2 separate regions of the Hordeum vulgare genome follow, and region 1 is linked to region 2. A link is a contact called in public Hi-C data. All regions are on one chromosome and are shown on one strand. Each heading gives the region's core, a stretch centred on a gene start, on an enhancer-like site or on the middle of the called end of the contact. The rest is flanking DNA. Distances are from core to core; before and after follow the strand shown.

Region 1 (3,974 bases), core at 1,196-3,695, 240 kb before region 2:
CTTGGCATACTCACCTTGGTCATCCAGACATTGGGCAGCAGTTGAATGTGCCAACCTCCAGGGAAAAACCATGGAGTCCTCTAGTGCATCTGCTCCCGAGCTTGACCAGGTCGTCCTCTTTCGCTTGACCCCCGAACGCCTCTAGTCGCGAGAGAGGAGAGCTCCCTCAAATCCTCGATCCGTGACACCTCCGTGCACCCAAAACCCACATGCAAAGAGTGTTCAGATAAGTAACCACATGCAAAGTTTGTGAATCCTCTATCGTTAGCTGTCAATCCATCAGAGAACATACAGTTTGGAGTAGGATTGCCTAATGACATAGTGCAGTGCTAGTGCAGTTCGATCAAAAATAAGATGAGAGAAGATTGGGTATCAGCTTTTAGCAAATGAAGAAAAAAAGAGTAGACCACGTTCAGACATGCTCTGTTTCACCTGATGATTCAGGTGTCAATTGGGCGACCCAAGTTGCCACTGACACCTCCGTGCACCTGAAGCAAACCTAGCCGATGGCCGGCGAGCAGCAACAGCAAGATCACACCACACCTCACCTCTCCCTACGGCCTCCCATCTCCTTCCTCTCCTCCCTTTTCTCTCCTCCGCCGCCCTCCTGCAGATGTTGGACATGCCGCCGTCGCCCTCGAGCAGGGACGCGGCGTCGGGGCCTTGCTAGTGAGGAGCTCCAGTAGGAGATGCCCAGGGAGTAGACGCCGCCTCCGAGGGCAGTAGTCGACGGCAACTGCGCGGATGGAGGACGACGCGTAGGTGGGGTAGAGCGTGGCGCCGGCCGAGTGGACCGGCGGGGCAGCGAAGGCCGAGGCCGCAGGAAGCGGACGGGGATGAGTGGGGTGGGGGGGACTCACGCGGCACCGACGGGGATGGGGATAAGGGCGAGCGGACGGCACCGACGCGGGGGGCCGAGGCGGGCGCAGGCGGCGACGGTGCAGGCGCAGGCGACACCGGCGGCTACGCGAGGCGGGAGTTCGCGAGAGTGGGGGCGTGGTAGCGGTTCGAGCATGGAGAGTGGGATTAACGGAGGGTTTCGTTAACGAAAGGAACAATTTCGTTAACAATGGTTTATGACACACTCTCTCGTACTTCTAATAACTAGTAACAATGCACGTGCAAAGCACGTGTTCGTCATCAAATATAAATGTAAGTATGCTCAAAGGACCTCAAATTTAAAATCCATGTCCTAGTATAATTTATAATAAATTTGCATAAATGGAAACCTATATAAAACTATTCTAGAATGATCTTTCGGAGATAAATTATAATTGAACATAAGAATCTTAACATTCCTTTCAAAAACCAATAAATGCATTCAAGAAACCAAATGCTAGGTGTTTGCCAAGAGGCATTTAATATTAATATAAAAATAAATGAGGTTACATCTGCTTTTAACATCATATACATATACAATCCATGAAATACAAATAGGACTATTCAAACAAGACTTCGAATCATAATCTAAAAATGAGGAAAGGCATCTAACTTTAGTGGCAAACAGAACACATGGACAATCTGACCGGAATAATCACATGCACCTGTGCAAATGCAGGTACAAACTAATGCAGAAAAATTTATTGTATATATTAAATAGATATGCTGCTTAGTCTATATTCAAGCTCGTAATAACCATGACAAAAAATATTGCAGGGTGATCAAATAATGTAAATCAACTACATATGTTTAGATTTTCTTAAAAAAACAGGGCAATGAAGCCGGAAAACACCGACACTGGATGTCTCCAAGCAACTCAAAGCAAAATCCTGCCACGCAATGACCTCACTATGCGCGTCGCTACTGTCGATGGCGTCTTTGTCTTCCATGCATGATAGAAGTAACTTATGGGGTTGTCGGTGGCGTCTTTGTCTTCGATGCATGATACTCCATCCGTTCCAAAATATAAGACCTTTTAGAGATTCAATTAGAAGACTATATACGGAGTAAAATGAGTGAATTTATACTCTAAAATATGTCTATGTACATCCGTATATAGTTCATAGTGCAATCTCTAAAATGTCTTATATTTAGGAACGGAGGGAGTAGAAGCAACTTATGGGGCATGAAGATGGCAATAACTGCATAAGGATGGCCCCAAGCTAAGCTACGCTTGCCTAAATTAGAATTTGGTAAAGAGCATTGTTGTATCAACAAACATATACTCCCTCTGTTCCTAAATATAAGTCTTTTAAGAGATTTCACTAATAGTCTACATACGGAGCATAATGAATGAACCTATATTCTAAAGTATGTATATATACATTCGTATGTAGTTCACTAGTGAAATCTTTAAAAAAAACTTATATTTAGGAACGGAAGGAGTATAAGGTAAAATTGTACTCATCATATTTGAGTCACAAAATCAGTGTCAACTCTAATAATAGAGATGCGGGATGCTCCTGAACTTTGAAAACGAAAACAAAAACATCCACACCTAAAAGCACCCCAACCTTATCTCCCCACTCCCCGAGGTTTCTGCGTAACCACCGCTGCCACGACCCACCTTGTCGCACCGCCGCGTGCGCACCACCGCCACCGCGACCGATCTCCCCGCGCCAGCGTGTGCCACCATCGCCACCTTGACCGACCTCCCACCCCGCCACCTCCGCACCTCCGCCGCCGCGATCGACCTCCCCGCTCCGCCACCTGCGGACCTCCGTCGCCGAGACCGACCTTCCCCGCAGTCACCTGCAAGTCATTGCTGCCACATGCTGCCTAGATGGCGCCCTCGCACGACAACATGTCGCTGCTGTGATTCCACCATGGCCGCTGGTAAACCAGCAAACGGTCGTTGTCGCGTGCAGTCCGACCTTGTACGCCTACACTGTTCAACTCCTTCCTTGAGTACGTTGGCGCCGGATGCGTGCCACCCCCAGCTATGGATAAGGTATGATCCATCGTCATCTCCTCTCATGGGGCGCGCGACTCCCGGGGCACCTCGGGGCAGCCTGCTGGGGCGCCGTTCAACCGTAGAAAATTTGGGAATTTTTTTTCAAACTTTTTGAAATTCCCTGTCGTTGCTGCCTCACCCATCCCTTCTCTTACCCTCCTCATCCGGTCTCTGCTGCTAGCGGCTCCCTGTCTCGCTTCCCCGCGGCCGCCGCGGGTGACTTCGACTTTGGGCAGCGGCGACGGAAAGAAGGACCCAGATGTTTTCGTCGCAGGAAGGTTCACAGGAAGGTGATTTCATCGCATCGTCATTCTTCTAAAGCCACTATAGTGCCTAGTCTGCAAAACCTGATACTTATTTCATTACTCTAAATGTCATGGTGCTTCTAGTATAACAATCTGCATACAAAGCACTTCATATCGACAACATCCATAGTTATTATGCTTGTGTTTCTCATGCTGAATTGATGATGTATCCAAGTTGAGATGTATGTATCTCTGTTGATATCATCTTGTTTAGAGTACCTGGTTTCCACACTTCGAAGTGACACCATCCATACACCCTTTGTCTCCCTTGGCTCACATGAACCTAGGGTGTTGTAGTCTGATGTGGCCGAAAATCCTGTTGTTCTCTTATATACTCCCTCCGTCCGGAAATACTTGTCCTAAAAATGAATATAATGAATGTATCTATAACTAAAATAAGTCTAGATACATTCATCTCTAGGGCAAGTATTTCCGGACGGAGAGAGTACATCTGAAAATATTGTTCTGTGTGGTTTGTCACCCTTCTCACGAGGCCCGCCTTGAACTTCCCACACGAAGGTTTCATCCATGGAGCGGCCGCCCCCGCCGCTCCATCTCCGGCGAGGTGTGCTATCCCTCCTTTTGATCCCCCTTCCATAGAAAAACGTTGGGATATAGGATTGTAGGTGTGAGACAGCGACAGCTTATCTTAAGCACACCCATATGCCATAATTTTAGTGGCCCATCTTGAATCTGCAGCTAAGAGCATCTTAACAGAATCAGGTAAAGCCAAATGTTTTACTAGAAAATGTTACATGCCTGCCTGCTAAAGGTTA
Region 2 (4,059 bases), core at 998-3,497:
CGCGCCGCCTTGTTCCTTAGTGAGCCAAGGCCGCAACCTGACTCCACCCGAGCCCCACAATCGTTGCTGCGCGCACCCATGGAGCTTATTCCCTCGCCGGTGCTTGAGGCCACCAGATACGTCGTCGTTGTGCCGCCAAACAGCCCCGTCGATGTTGCGTGCAACCTGTGGAGAGGCCACCAGATTTGCCGTCGATGCACGCGCCAAACATCCCCACCGCCGCTAAACGCAACCCGTGGAGCTCATCTCCTCGCTGGTGCTTGAGACCACCAGATCCGTCGTTGTTGCGTCTCCAAACGGCCCCATCGTCGCCGACACCATCGGGCTTTGCCCGACGATGCCCTCTCGCGGCGATGATGGGGGAGGAGGAGGAGGGAAGGTCCTCGCTGGCGGGATCTGGGGCGCTCCAATGCAGCTCGTAGTGCCGCACGGGAGCGAGAGGGAAAGCCAATACATGAGCTGTTGGAACTTAGTTCTCACAACTTTGGTCGTAGAGAGGACACACGATGTTGAATTTTAGTTACAAAGTGTTAGCACAATGTACGTTATGTGCATGAGTGGATTTTTTTTGTGCTTAAAATGGTTAAATTTCTAATATAAACAACATTTGGTATGTAGAAGACACAAATGGTGAGAACAATGTTGACGTCTGGTCTATTAAAGAAAAGATGAGAGAGGGGTGCAATTTAGCAATTAGCAACGCCATGCAAGCAGTGGCGAGCTTCAACAGGCTGAAACCTATCCTTTAGTATTTTTATTTCACCTAAATATACCACTTAACAATTATACCAATGTGTTTAACATGTTAATTACAATGCATTTGCTAATTAGAATTGGAAACTTGATGTTTTAAGCCACCCTTCAGTTCCATACTAGATTCGCTAGTGATGCAAGGTCTTAAATTGCATTTTTTTGCGCATGACCATACGATCCGAACTATAGCTGCGTTAGCTATCCGTGAGAATAGTGTTTTAAAGTACCCCTCCGTCCCAAAATAACTGTCTCAAGCTTAGTACAAATTTGTACTAGAGCTAGTACAAAGTTGAGACACTTATTTTAAGACGGAGGGAGTATTGAGACACTTATTTTAAGACGGAGGGAGTAATAAGTAATACTCCCTCTGTCCTAAAAATAACTGTCTCAACTTTGTACTAGATTTAGTACAAAATTGTACAAAGCTCACGATATTTATTTTGAGACGGAGGGAGTATGAAAAAGACAAGCCTACTAGTAAAGACCAAAGAGAATCCATCATTCAGCTAATTAGCCTATGGATACATGATTTATTATTTCTTTCCTAATTGCGCTATCGTGAGTGTTTGTGGGAGTCGCTTTCAAGCACGCGCGAGCAATGCCGAAGCTCCAAGATAACTGATAAAAAAAAATGGACATTGCTCCCTCTATGAACTAATATAAGACAATGATCTAATATGTGTTATATTACTTTAGAGAGGAGTACATTATTATTAGGGTTTATTTTCTTCATGTTATATAGTTATATACATGGTCGCTATGTATTAAATTTACGTGCACAAACGATCACAGGCTATTTTGTCTCTTGTACATTCACAAGGTAATAGCTTTAGCTATAGTTGATAGCGAGCTATGCAAAATATGTTCAATTATGTGACACTATAGCGTCATAGCTAGGATATAGTGTTACAAAGTGCCATAGCTTCGCTTAGCAATTTAAATCCTCGATCTAATGCAACAATTATGAATCAGTGAAGTATCAAGCAAATAACCGCTTCAATACATGTCCATGCATGCGAAATATACTAGTGCACCATGTACTCCAAAGAGGAGTAGTAATTTTAAATTTCCTTGTGCTAACTTCTTAGGTCAAGTTATGCCCTAAACTTTAAGTTTCAGAAAAATAACAAGACCAACAATGCTTCATAAAATAGTTACCACTTTAGGATAATGCCCATATCCAAGTGTTTTTTTTTCCCGATGCATAGTGTTTAAATTTGGTGCAGTGTGTCAACAGTGCGTGCAGTCGGTCAGCCCCACCAATTCAATGGGCAATAATTCCGGCTTTGCATGGACCAAGCCCACACACCCATCCGTCCTCTCTCTCTCTCTTCTCGTCGGAGGCAAAAGTTAGACTAATGGCCGTAGTGGTTGGTGCAAGTCGCTAGAGGAGAGAGAGAAGATAGGGATAGGTAGAGAGAGAGACTGCGTGTGAGTGTGTGTGCGTGGGGAAGAGAGAGAAGAGAGAGAGAGAGAGAGGAGAGAGAAGGACACAGACAGACGCAAGCGATAGAATTAAACAAACAAAAGCAGCCGTAGAAAAAAAGCGTAGCCAAACCAGAACCAAACCCCAAGGAGGCCAAGAAGAGGACGGCAGCAGCAGCAGCAGCCATGCCGAGGTCGCCGTCGCCGGAGCCGGAGAGGAGCTACCCCGCGCGCCGGAGGGGAGGAGGCGGGAACCACGTCCTCTCGTCGCGCTGCCGCTCGCCGTCGCCGCCGCCGCGCCGGTCGCTCCGCCCGCGCCGCGCCGCCGCCGCGTCCTCTCGCCCGCTCGTCGACGACTTCTTCCCTTTCCCCTCGTCGCCCTCATCGTCTCCGCCACGCCCCCAGCACCGGAGGGCGCCGTCGCACGAGCCCTCCAGCTCCGACTCCGACGGAGGCGGCGTGGCTGGCTCCTCCGCCTCCGACCGCCGCCGGCGCAAGCTTAAGCTCGTCGTCAAGCTCTCCCAGCTTCCTCCGGACCAGCACCACCGACGGGCCCCACCTCCCCCTCCTTACTCGGACTCATCCGAGGGGGAGGAGCGGCCGGCTGGCGGAGGCGAGGAGCAGGTCAAGCCGCCCAAGAAGCGCCGGATCGAGTCGCGCGACGACAGATCTCGCAGTCGCGAGGTGAAACATGCTGCCCGATTCGTCTTCGGCCTCGTCTTTACTTCACTCCGCAGCTGGCTGTAACACGAGATCTGCTCTTATTTTAGGTTGCTGGGAGGAGCGACGCTGCCAGCGCGCCGCGGACGAAGCGGCTTCCGGTGCCAGGTTCGATTTCTCTGTGTTTTTGCTGATCTCTTCATTTTCAGTGACGGGATTACGATATTTGAGCGCCTTTTCCCGAAGAAATGAAATTGTTTCTTCTTTTTTCTTTTGGTTTTTGCCGATGGATTTAGGGATGGCAAGGACAACGCCGTTGCCGGACCGGCAGGCGCTGGATATGATTCTTGACAAGCTGCAGAAGTGCGTGCTTTACATCTTTTGCACGGTTATGCCAAGTGTTTTTCTTTTCATGATTTGAAGAGCTCGATTTCTTATGCTGCTGTTTGATGATTCTTCAGGAAGGATACGTACGGTGTGTTTGCTGAGCCGGTGGATCTGGAGGAGGTGAGGGTGTTTGTTCCTGCGTCATGCTTGTTGTAGATGCTAATCTGACATACGGCTGGTATTGAGTGTTGATGATGCCATGGTTGTTTTGATTGGCGCAGTTGCCTGACTACAATGATGTGATTGAGCACCCGATGGACTTCGGCACCGTCAAGAGGAAGCTTGCTAGGAATGTATATCGCTCATTCGAGCAATTCGAGGTTAGAATTAATGTTTCTGTCGTATATGTAGTTAGCGCTGCCAATGGGAGTCGCCATTCGTTGATCTGTTGCTAAAATGGGTGTTGTTGGGGATGCACATCTTTTGTTCGAGCAATTCGAGGTTGCAATTAATATTTTGTCGTATATGTAGCCAGCGTTGCCAATCGGGGGTCGCTATTCGTTGATTTGTTGCTAAAGTGGATGTTGTAGTTGCGGATGCATATTGCTGTTTCGAGCAATTTGAGGTTATAATTAATATCTTGTCGTATATGTAGCTAGTGCTGCCAATGAGGAGTTGTCATTCGTTGATTTCTTGATAAAGTGGATGTTGTAGTTGGGGATGCATAATACTGGTTTGAGCAATTTGAGGTTGGAATTAATATTTTGTCGGATATGTAGCTAGTGCTGCCAATGGGGAGTCGCCATTCGTTGATTTGTTGCTAAAGTGGATGTTGTAGTTGGGGATGCATGTCTCTCGTTCGAGCAATTCGAGGTTAGAATTAATATTTTGTCG

What was found. A called contact is a pair of places that touch in the nucleus more often than the background predicts.
Region 1: a contact with region 2 is called in a Hi-C map of leaf, with 2.6 times the contacts expected there. The contact joins the promoter of LOC123425920 here to the promoter of LOC123425917 in region 2. A contact is called at or near these places in 3 of 6 Hi-C or Micro-C datasets (leaf and seedling).

What each region holds. Positions count from the first base shown.
Region 1 is chr2H:220,256,442-220,260,415 of MorexV3_pseudomolecules_assembly, reverse strand. LOC123425920 reads left to right here and starts at 2,445. Exons shown (of 3, transcript XM_045109683.1): 1 at 2,445-2,890; 2 at 3,075-3,179. The coding sequence starts at 2,712.
Region 2 is chr2H:220,015,636-220,019,694 of MorexV3_pseudomolecules_assembly, reverse strand. It overlaps LOC123425917, which reads left to right and starts at 2,247. Exons shown (of 9, transcript XM_045109680.1): 1 at 2,247-2,862; 2 at 2,949-3,006; 3 at 3,135-3,201; 4 at 3,300-3,345; 5 at 3,447-3,545. The coding sequence starts at 2,365.